Regions from separate parts of the Triticum aestivum genome. Here region 2 is linked to region 1. Evidence: chromatin contacts called from public Hi-C data. All regions are on one chromosome and are shown on one strand. The core of a region is the stretch at or near the end of the contact, and the rest is flanking DNA. Distances in the headings are between cores, read along the strand shown. Region 1 has its middle 110 kb from the start of LOC123180995. Region 2 holds the start of LOC123180995 (probable leucine-rich repeat receptor-like protein kinase At1g35710).

Region 1 (4,106 bases), core at 447-2,946:
AAAAAAATCGAGTTTGGATTAATTGTTCGTAATTTTAAGAAATGTTCTCGTTTTCAATTTTAGTTCCTGTTTTTCAAAATTTGTTTGTGTTTTTTTACAAAATTGTTTGTAATTTCATAAAATGTTCTGCTTGCAATTTCTTTCCTTTTTTGGAAGAAAATATGTTGAGAATCCCAAATAATTTTTCGGAAAAACTAATGCCCACACGTGTGTGCGTTTGCACATCGCCCACACGCCTTCATCACCACTCATTTTGCCACGTATGAATAAATGACATCAGCAGAAATCTTTTTGGTTTTGGCTTAAAAATATTTTATCTCCTAATTAAAAAAGCGAATTAAAAATCCGTTTTCACCATTAAATCCGTCTCGACGGGATCTTCAAAACTAGCCCCCATGTTGATATGTTTCGACGAAAAAAAAATTTGCCCAAAAGTTGCCATGATATTTACACTGTAGTTGCCATAGTGCTTAAACTAAAGTTGCCATGTGGCAATTTTAGTTTGTAGATCATGGCAATTTTAGTTTTTCGATGATGGCAATTCCAGTACTTTGATCATGAAAATATTTTTTCGTATGAACCATGGCAATTTTAAGTGCATGTATCATGAAAATTTTAATTTATGGTGCATGGCAAGTCTAGTTTCTTAATTTCCCGTTTTATAATATGTCAAAATTTAGTTTTAAATATAGAAGAAAATAGCTAAAACATATCATGGCAACTTCAGTGTAAACATGATGGCAATTCATGTGCAATAGACACGGCAACTTTTAACCCAAAAAAATTCGTCGAAATAGATATGAGATCTAGTTTCGAAGATCTCGTCGCGAGGGATTTAATGGTGAAAACGGATCTTTAATCGGACTTTTCATTTAGGAGATAAAACATTTTAAAAACAGAAAAACCAAAAAGATTTTCACATGCATGCATGCGGTGACATGGCATAGTCTGTGTGCTATAGAGCGTGTGGGCGGGTTTGGCTTCCACCACACGTGTGGGCGTTAGCGTTGTCCTAATTTTTCTATTTTCCTGAAATGTTTGAGGTTTTAAAAAATTGTTCAAAATATGAAAAACTTTCTCATTTCAAAAAATATTTACCTTTTTCACCAAGAAAATCCAGTTCGATATTTCAAAAAAGCTTAAATCGGTTGCAGCTTATAGTTAATATACAGCGGGCTGCAATTTTTGACACAAATTTCCAAGAATTATAGTGGCTACCGACCTAGTAGTTCCCTAACAGGAGGTGCTCGTTTCGATCCTCCGAGTGGTACTTTAGTCTTTGGTATATTTGAGCAAGTGTTAAGTTTTTATCGTCATCGTTTTCTTTTTATAGATTTGTGGCGCCCATGAAGCACGAGAGCAAGCTGGTCATAGCGGCTAGCTCAGCTCCCGCAACACTATGAAATCACAGGTTTGAATCCCAGCTCAAGCGCGTTCCTTTTTTCACGTTTTTACCTCGCGAAAGCCAAATGGGCCAGCCTAGTTGAGCCACCCCTGTGCAAAACGTCGACTCTTCAACACAAAGAGCGTCACATAGGAGCTCCCCTTCGGCGCTTAACACGCCGCCCAGAGCTAGCCAAACGGGTCGGCCCGGCCTATCTTAATCATGCTTGGCACGGCACGATTATTAGCCGGGACCATGTGCTGCCCCCTCCAGCCCAGGCACGGTCCAGGAGCTATGCGGGCCGGCCCAACGGCACGCCAGGCACGCTGGCCTGCTAGGTTGTTGGCCTGATAGGTTGTTATTTGGGCCGATTTCGGCTTGTTGGGTTGTTTCTTATGCCATATATATATATATTATGAAAAAAATACTGAACCAACACATCTATAATATAACATGATTCAATAGAGGGATTAAAAAATACGACTGTATGTGCCCTGGACAAAAAAACAAATAGTTCAACATATATTTATGTCGCAGTAAGCTGAAATGCTTATTATTTTTGCCGAGAACACATAGATGCATATTTTGACAATCCCTCCGTTGGATCATCTTATTACATTAAAGAGATGCTCCCATATTTATTTCATATTTTTGATAACTTTTAAATCGTTAAAAGTTTAGTGACCCTTAACTAGTTCTGTGGCAAGCTATGGTAGACATAGTTTTACCTATCTAAATAAAAAATAAAAAATGTAAGCGGGCCATCTGTGCCGGCCCACGTGCCCAGCATTCAGGCACAGGAATGGCCCAAGGTGTGCTGCGTGCCTGACACGACTCGATTAGAGCGTGCCGGGCCTGGCCCATCACGTGTCATGCCAGTGTGCTCGCGGGCCTGCATGCCAGGCCCAGCCCGTTTGGCCAGCTTTGACGCCGCCTTGCACAACAACGTATATATGGGCCTAGCCCAAATGACCTCACGCCAGTAACGCTCGCTCGACTCCCACTCGCTTGGCATCGTTCGTATCTAGCTACAAGTGGTATGTGTTCTTAGAGAAAAATTAGCCTATTTATTATTATTATTTTTAAATCTGGTGAAATCATATATGTTATTGGATTTAGAACAATATGCTCGCAAATTTGAAAAAAATATGTCATCGCATTAAAATATCACAAATGCAAAGATGTTCACGAATTTGAAAAATTATGCATTGTATTGGAAAAAGCTCACAAAATTTGGAAAAATCCAGAAACTGAAAACAAATTGCGAATCAGCAAAAGTTCCTGAATTCTAAAAGTTTGTATATTTAAAAAATCATGAAAAAGTTAAATTTTAAAGGAACAAGAACATCAAAGAGAAAAATAGGAAAAATCAAAAAATAAACTAGAAAAAAGCTGAAAGGAAACAAAAAAGCATCCAAAAATTTCTAGATGGTTCCTAAAACCAGTGGAAGGACCTACATAGTGCATTCCAATGGACCTGCATATGTTCAAGGACACGTCTCGGGAATGGCAGGCTGCTCCCTAGTGCTCCCGAGCGTCCGGCCCGAAAAGTAAATTTCTACCCTCTAAATATAAAAGGAAATAACTTGTCCCTTTTAATCTATATAAGAAAAACTGTAATGCATATTAGGGAAAGTACCATGTTTGGTGCAACTGTCTAGCAATCTATGTACAACTATCTGGCAGTTGATGTATAACTTCCCCCCTACGCGTGGATGAGATGGCACCTCCACCCCTAACTACCCTCTAACAGCGAGATGTGCAACTTTGTCTATTACTCAAGCCAAGTGCGTAGTAGTTGATGTGCAACTTTTCCCCTGCTCGTGGATGTGCAGCTTTCATTGTTTCCCGCCTCCGCCAACTGCCTAGCAGTGGATGTGCAACATCGGATGTTACCCCGGTGAACTGTCTAGCAGTGATGTGCAACTTTCCCCGTACCCCTTGTGGATGTGTAGTTTTCACTGCTGGCACCCGTCCGAACCACCCCTGCTAGTGAGATGTGGAACTTCAGCGCCCCGTCTATATGCAACTTTTGAGTACCTGCATGCATATGCAGTTTTCACTATCGAACTATCACTGCGAGTGAGATGGCTAATTTCGCCTATTGCTCCAGCCAACTGTCCAGTAGAGTATGTGCAATTTAGTTTGTTGGCCCCACCAACTGAAACTACACATCCACAAGTAGGAAGGGAAAGGAATTGCACATCGAGTACTAGACAATTGGCCAGAATAACAAACTAAGTTGCACATATCGCTGGTAGGGTAGGTGGGGCTGGATGTGACAGTTGTGAAAAATTACACATCCATGAGTTGGGAAGGGGGTTGCACATCGATTACTAGGTAGTTAGTCGTGGCAGTAGTCTAGTTGTACATCACTAAAAATAGTTTTCATGGTTGTTAGGTTGTAACCTCATAGAAGTTGGATCATGCAGCTCTATTGGTTTTGAGAAAAGTTGCACCATATAGTACTACAATTACACCATGTAGTAATAATATTGCATTATATAGCACCGAAATTGGCATCAGAAAAAAATCATCAAAACATGCCTATGCAGGATCTAGTTTCAAAAAATTTGCTGTGAGGATTCAAATGGTGAAACGAATTTGAATTTTGACGCGCGGTTTGAAAGATATGACTTTTTAAAAATTTAAAACCCCGAAATAAATGCACATGTATTTTTTGTAAGTGAAGTGACCAGTGTAAACGCATTTAATGCCAACA
Region 2 (4,106 bases), core at 412-2,911, 110 kb after region 1:
CACCCTCCGAGCCCTCTCAGACCATCGGCATTTCTAATCATTGGATCGCCACTTGTAGTTGTTTTTGGCCGTCAGATTCATTGTTAGTCCCACCTAAATCTCGTCTGCAGGCTAACTCGCGCGTTAGACTCAAGCGTTAGGCTGCGCTGGCCTTTTCGGGCCGCTGCTCCGGTGGCTTTTTTGGGTGTCTTACGTTCAGTTGGGTCTACTGGCCTACTGGGCATGTACTGCCCTACTCTGTTCCGATTGCGCCACGTGACATGGCCTCGGATTGCATCGGCGGCTGCATTAGGTTTGCATCGGCGGCGTGTTATCTTCAAGATGGGGTAGAACCTGTACAGTATTTGTCTAGTACACCGTATATTACAAAAGGCATATAATGTGCAAAAAACCGAAAAAACGAAGAATCCCAAGATCTGAAAAAAGATAAAACGAAACAAAAAGAATACTAAAAAACGAAAACAACCGAACAAGGCCAGCACGTGTCTGAAGCTGTAAGTATACAAAGTTATTTGCCTCGATTTATACATGGTGAATGGCGTGGAGCCATAGGACAGAGGGAGATCAAAAGGGCAACGTAGCGGCAGTTAACAGCGACAGACCGTGCACCGTTATAATTGACGGAAATTGTACCAAAACGTGCTGTTAGTTAAGTTAGTGTACCATTTTTCTGGGTTTTTTTAGTTTTTGTATGATTTAGTTATTTCCCTACAAGTTATTGTACTGCACATGTAATTAACTCAATCCAAAATAAGGCTGGCACCATCGCCTTGTTTTTTCGTTTCTTTATTTCTCTGTCCCACTGACGACTGGGACCCACATAGGACAGAGGGAGATCAAAAGGGCAACGTAGCGGCAGTTAAGAGCGACAGACCGTGCACCGTTATAATTGACGAAAATTGTACCAAAACGTGCTGTTAGTTAAGTTAGTGTACCATTTTTCTGAGGTTTTTTTAGTTTTTGTATGATTTTGTTATTTCCCTACAAGTTATTGTACTGTAATTAACTCAATCCAAAATAAGGCTGGCACCATCGCCTTGTTTTTTCGTTTCTTTATTTCTCTGTCTCACTGACGACTGGGACCCACATAGGACAGAGGGAGATCAAAAGGGCAACGTAGCAGCAGTTAAGAGCGACGGACCGTGCACCGTTATAATTGACGGAAATTGTACCAAAACATGCTGTTAGTTAAGTTAGTGTACCATTTTTCTGTGGTTTTTTAGTTTTTGTATGATTTAGTTATTTCCCTACAAGTTATTGTACTACAAGTTTGGAGTGCAGCTACTGAAAACTGAACCCGCGGCATGGATGAGGCACGGACGGACGGACAGGGTGGCGAAAGGAGGAACCCCCGGCGGTTGTCACCGTCCGGCAGCAGCTCACGGTCCAACTTCTAAATTTGCGGCTAATGAATCCAGACCGGCTTGGAATGGACCGCGATCACGATGGATCAATCAACTATTCTGGTAAGAGGAATGGAATCGTCCACCATGATATGCCGGGCCATCTTATTCAAGTCAAAGCACTGCATTTTTACATCGAACAAAAAAAAAGAGGTCAAAGCACGGCAAGCCGCTGGTATCATGGACAAGCAAAGCACAGGCTGTCGGCCCTGAAACCCTCCTTTCTCGCCGCTGGAATTCCGGTACGCGACGACGATGCCTCCAAGTCGCCGTACCCCGCTTCCCCACACACACTCGCACCGCACCGCACCACCCAACCACACACATGGACGCCGTACTAGTAGCAGTACTTGTCTACTCGAGTCAACCCGCGTCCCACTGACCAGCCGCGCCGCGAGCTGAAATCCCCCCTCCTCTCGCCGGAGGTCCCTCCCCGTCTGCCATACCGACGGCGCGCCAGCCAATGCCGACGCCAGGCGCACGAGCCCTCATCCTCCTCCCGCTCCTCGTCGTCCTCCTGCTCTCCGCCGGCGCCGCCAATGCCGCGACGGAGGCCGAGGCGCTGCTGGCCTGGAAGGCCAGCCTCGACCGCCCGCTCCCGGACGCGCTCGCCACCTGGGCCAAGCCCGCGGGCCTCTGCTCCTCCTGGAAGGGCGTGTCCTGCGACGCCGCCGGCCGCGTCGACTCGCTCGCGCTCCGGGGGCTCGGCCTCGCCGGCACGCTCGACAAGCTCGACGCCGCGGCGCTCCCGGCCCTCGCCGCGCTCGACCTCAACGGGAACAACTTCATCGGCGCCATCCCGCCGGGCCTCTCGCGCCTGCGCTCCCTCGCCAGGCTCGACCTCGGCAGCAACAGCTTCAACGGCTCCATCCCGCCGCAGCTCGCCGACCTCTCCGGCCTCGTCGAGCTCCGCCTCTACAACAACAACCTCGCCGAAGCCATCCCCCACCAGCTAAGCAGGCTCCCCAGGATCCAGCATTTCGATCTGGGATCCAACTTCCTCACCGACCCGGACTACCGCAAGTTATCGCCGATGCCCACCGTCACCTTCATGTCGCTCTACCTCAACTACCTCACCGGCGGCTTCCCGGAGTTCATCCTCAAGAGCGCCAACGTCACCTACCTCGACCTGTCGCAGAACAATTTCTCCGGGCCGATACCGGGCTCCCTGGCCGAGAAGCTCCCCAACCTCATGTACCTCAACCTGTCCATCAATGCTTTCTCCGGGCGGATACCGCCGTCGCTGTCGAAGCTGAGGAATCTCCGGGACCTGCGGGTTTTAAACAATAATCTGACCGGAGGAGTCCCCGATTTCCTTGGGTCCATTTCCCAGCTGAGAGTTCTTGAACTCGGGATCAACCCGCTCGGCGGGCCGATCCCGCCGGCTCTTGGCCGGCTCCAAATGCTGCAACGCCTTGACCTCAAGAGCGCCGGGTTGAATTCCACTATTCCACCGCAGCTGGGCAACCTTAGCAATCTCAATTTGATGGAGCTGTCCATGAACCAGCTCACGGGTGTCCTGCCGCCGGCGTTCGCCAGGATGCGCAAAATGCGGGAGTTTGGCATATCGTCAAACAAACTCGCCGGTCAGGTTCCGGCAGATTTGTTCACGAACTGGCCAGAGCTTATATCATTCCAAGGGCAGAACAACTCGTTCACTGGGAAGGTTCCGCCGGAGCTCGGCAAGGCAACCAAGTTGGATATCTTGTATCTCTTCAGCAACAACCTTACAGGCTCTATCCCAGCAGAGCTCGGCGAGCTGGTGAGCCTGAGTCAGTTGGATTTGTCGGTGAACTCTCTCACGGGGCCGATCCCCAGCTCGTTCGGTAAGCTCACGAAGCTCAAGAGGCTGGCGCTCTTCTTCAACAAGTTTACCGGCACGATCCCGCTGGAGATTGGCAACATGACGGCGTTGGAAGTCTTGGACGTCAACACCAACAATTTGGAAGGCGAGCTGCCCGCCACCATTACATCGCTCAGAAATCTTCAATACCTTGCCCTGTTCGACAACAACTTCAGTGGTACCATACCACCGGACCTCGGGAAGGGGCTGAGCTTGACCGACGCAAGCTTTGCGAACAACAGCTTCTCCGGCGAACTGCCGCAGAGACTATGTGATGGCCTCGTGCTGCAGAACTTCACGGCGAACCACAACAACTTCAGCGGCACGCTACCACCGTGCCTCAAGAACTGCACAAATCTGTTCCGGGTGCGGTTGGAAGGGAACCACTTCACCGGAGACATCTCAGAGGCGTTCGGTGTCCACCCCAGATTGGACTACCTGGACGTCTCTGGGAGCGAACTGACCGGCCGGCTCTCTTCCGATTGGGGAAAATGCACCAACATCACCCGCCTGCACATGGACGGCAATGGTTTATCGGGTGGCATTCCAGCGGCGTTTGGGAGCATGGCAAGCTTGCAGGACCTCAGCTTGGCTGAGAATAATCTCACAGGAAGTGTTCCACCTGAGCTGGGCCAGCTCAGCCTCTTATTCAGTCTCAATCTTAGCCATAATGCCCTCTCGGGGTCAATTCCGGCAAATTTGGGCAACAATTCCAAGTTACAGGCAGTCGATTTGTCTGGGAACTCGCTTACGGGGACGATACCGGCTGGCCTTAGCAAGCTCAGTTATCTAATTTTTCTTGATATGAGCAAGAACAAGTTGTCAGGGCAGATACCAGGTGAGCTCGGCAATCTTGTTCA

The links. Hi-C and Micro-C count contacts between places; a contact is called where the count stands out from the background.
Region 2: a Hi-C map of leaf shows a contact between it and region 1, with 3 times the contacts expected there. The contact joins the promoter of LOC123180995 here to the enhancer-like site in region 1. A contact is called at or near these places in 4 of 5 Hi-C or Micro-C datasets (leaf and root).

The regions. Positions count from the first base shown.
Region 1 is chr1D:205,876,020-205,880,125 of IWGSC CS RefSeq v2.1, forward strand. No RefSeq gene overlaps it. Among protein-coding and RNA genes, the nearest start is that of LOC123180995, 110 kb to the right of the region's middle. Within about 2 kb of position 1,697, at least 7 of the 8 cell types and tissues checked have an H3K27ac peak or open chromatin away from gene starts, as enhancers often do. A contact at or near this core is called in leaf and root, where this site is marked.
Region 2 is chr1D:205,986,613-205,990,718 of IWGSC CS RefSeq v2.1, forward strand. It overlaps LOC123180995 (probable leucine-rich repeat receptor-like protein kinase At1g35710), which reads left to right and starts at 1,662. Exons shown (of 2, transcript XM_044593200.1): 1 at 1,662-4,106. The coding sequence starts at 1,867.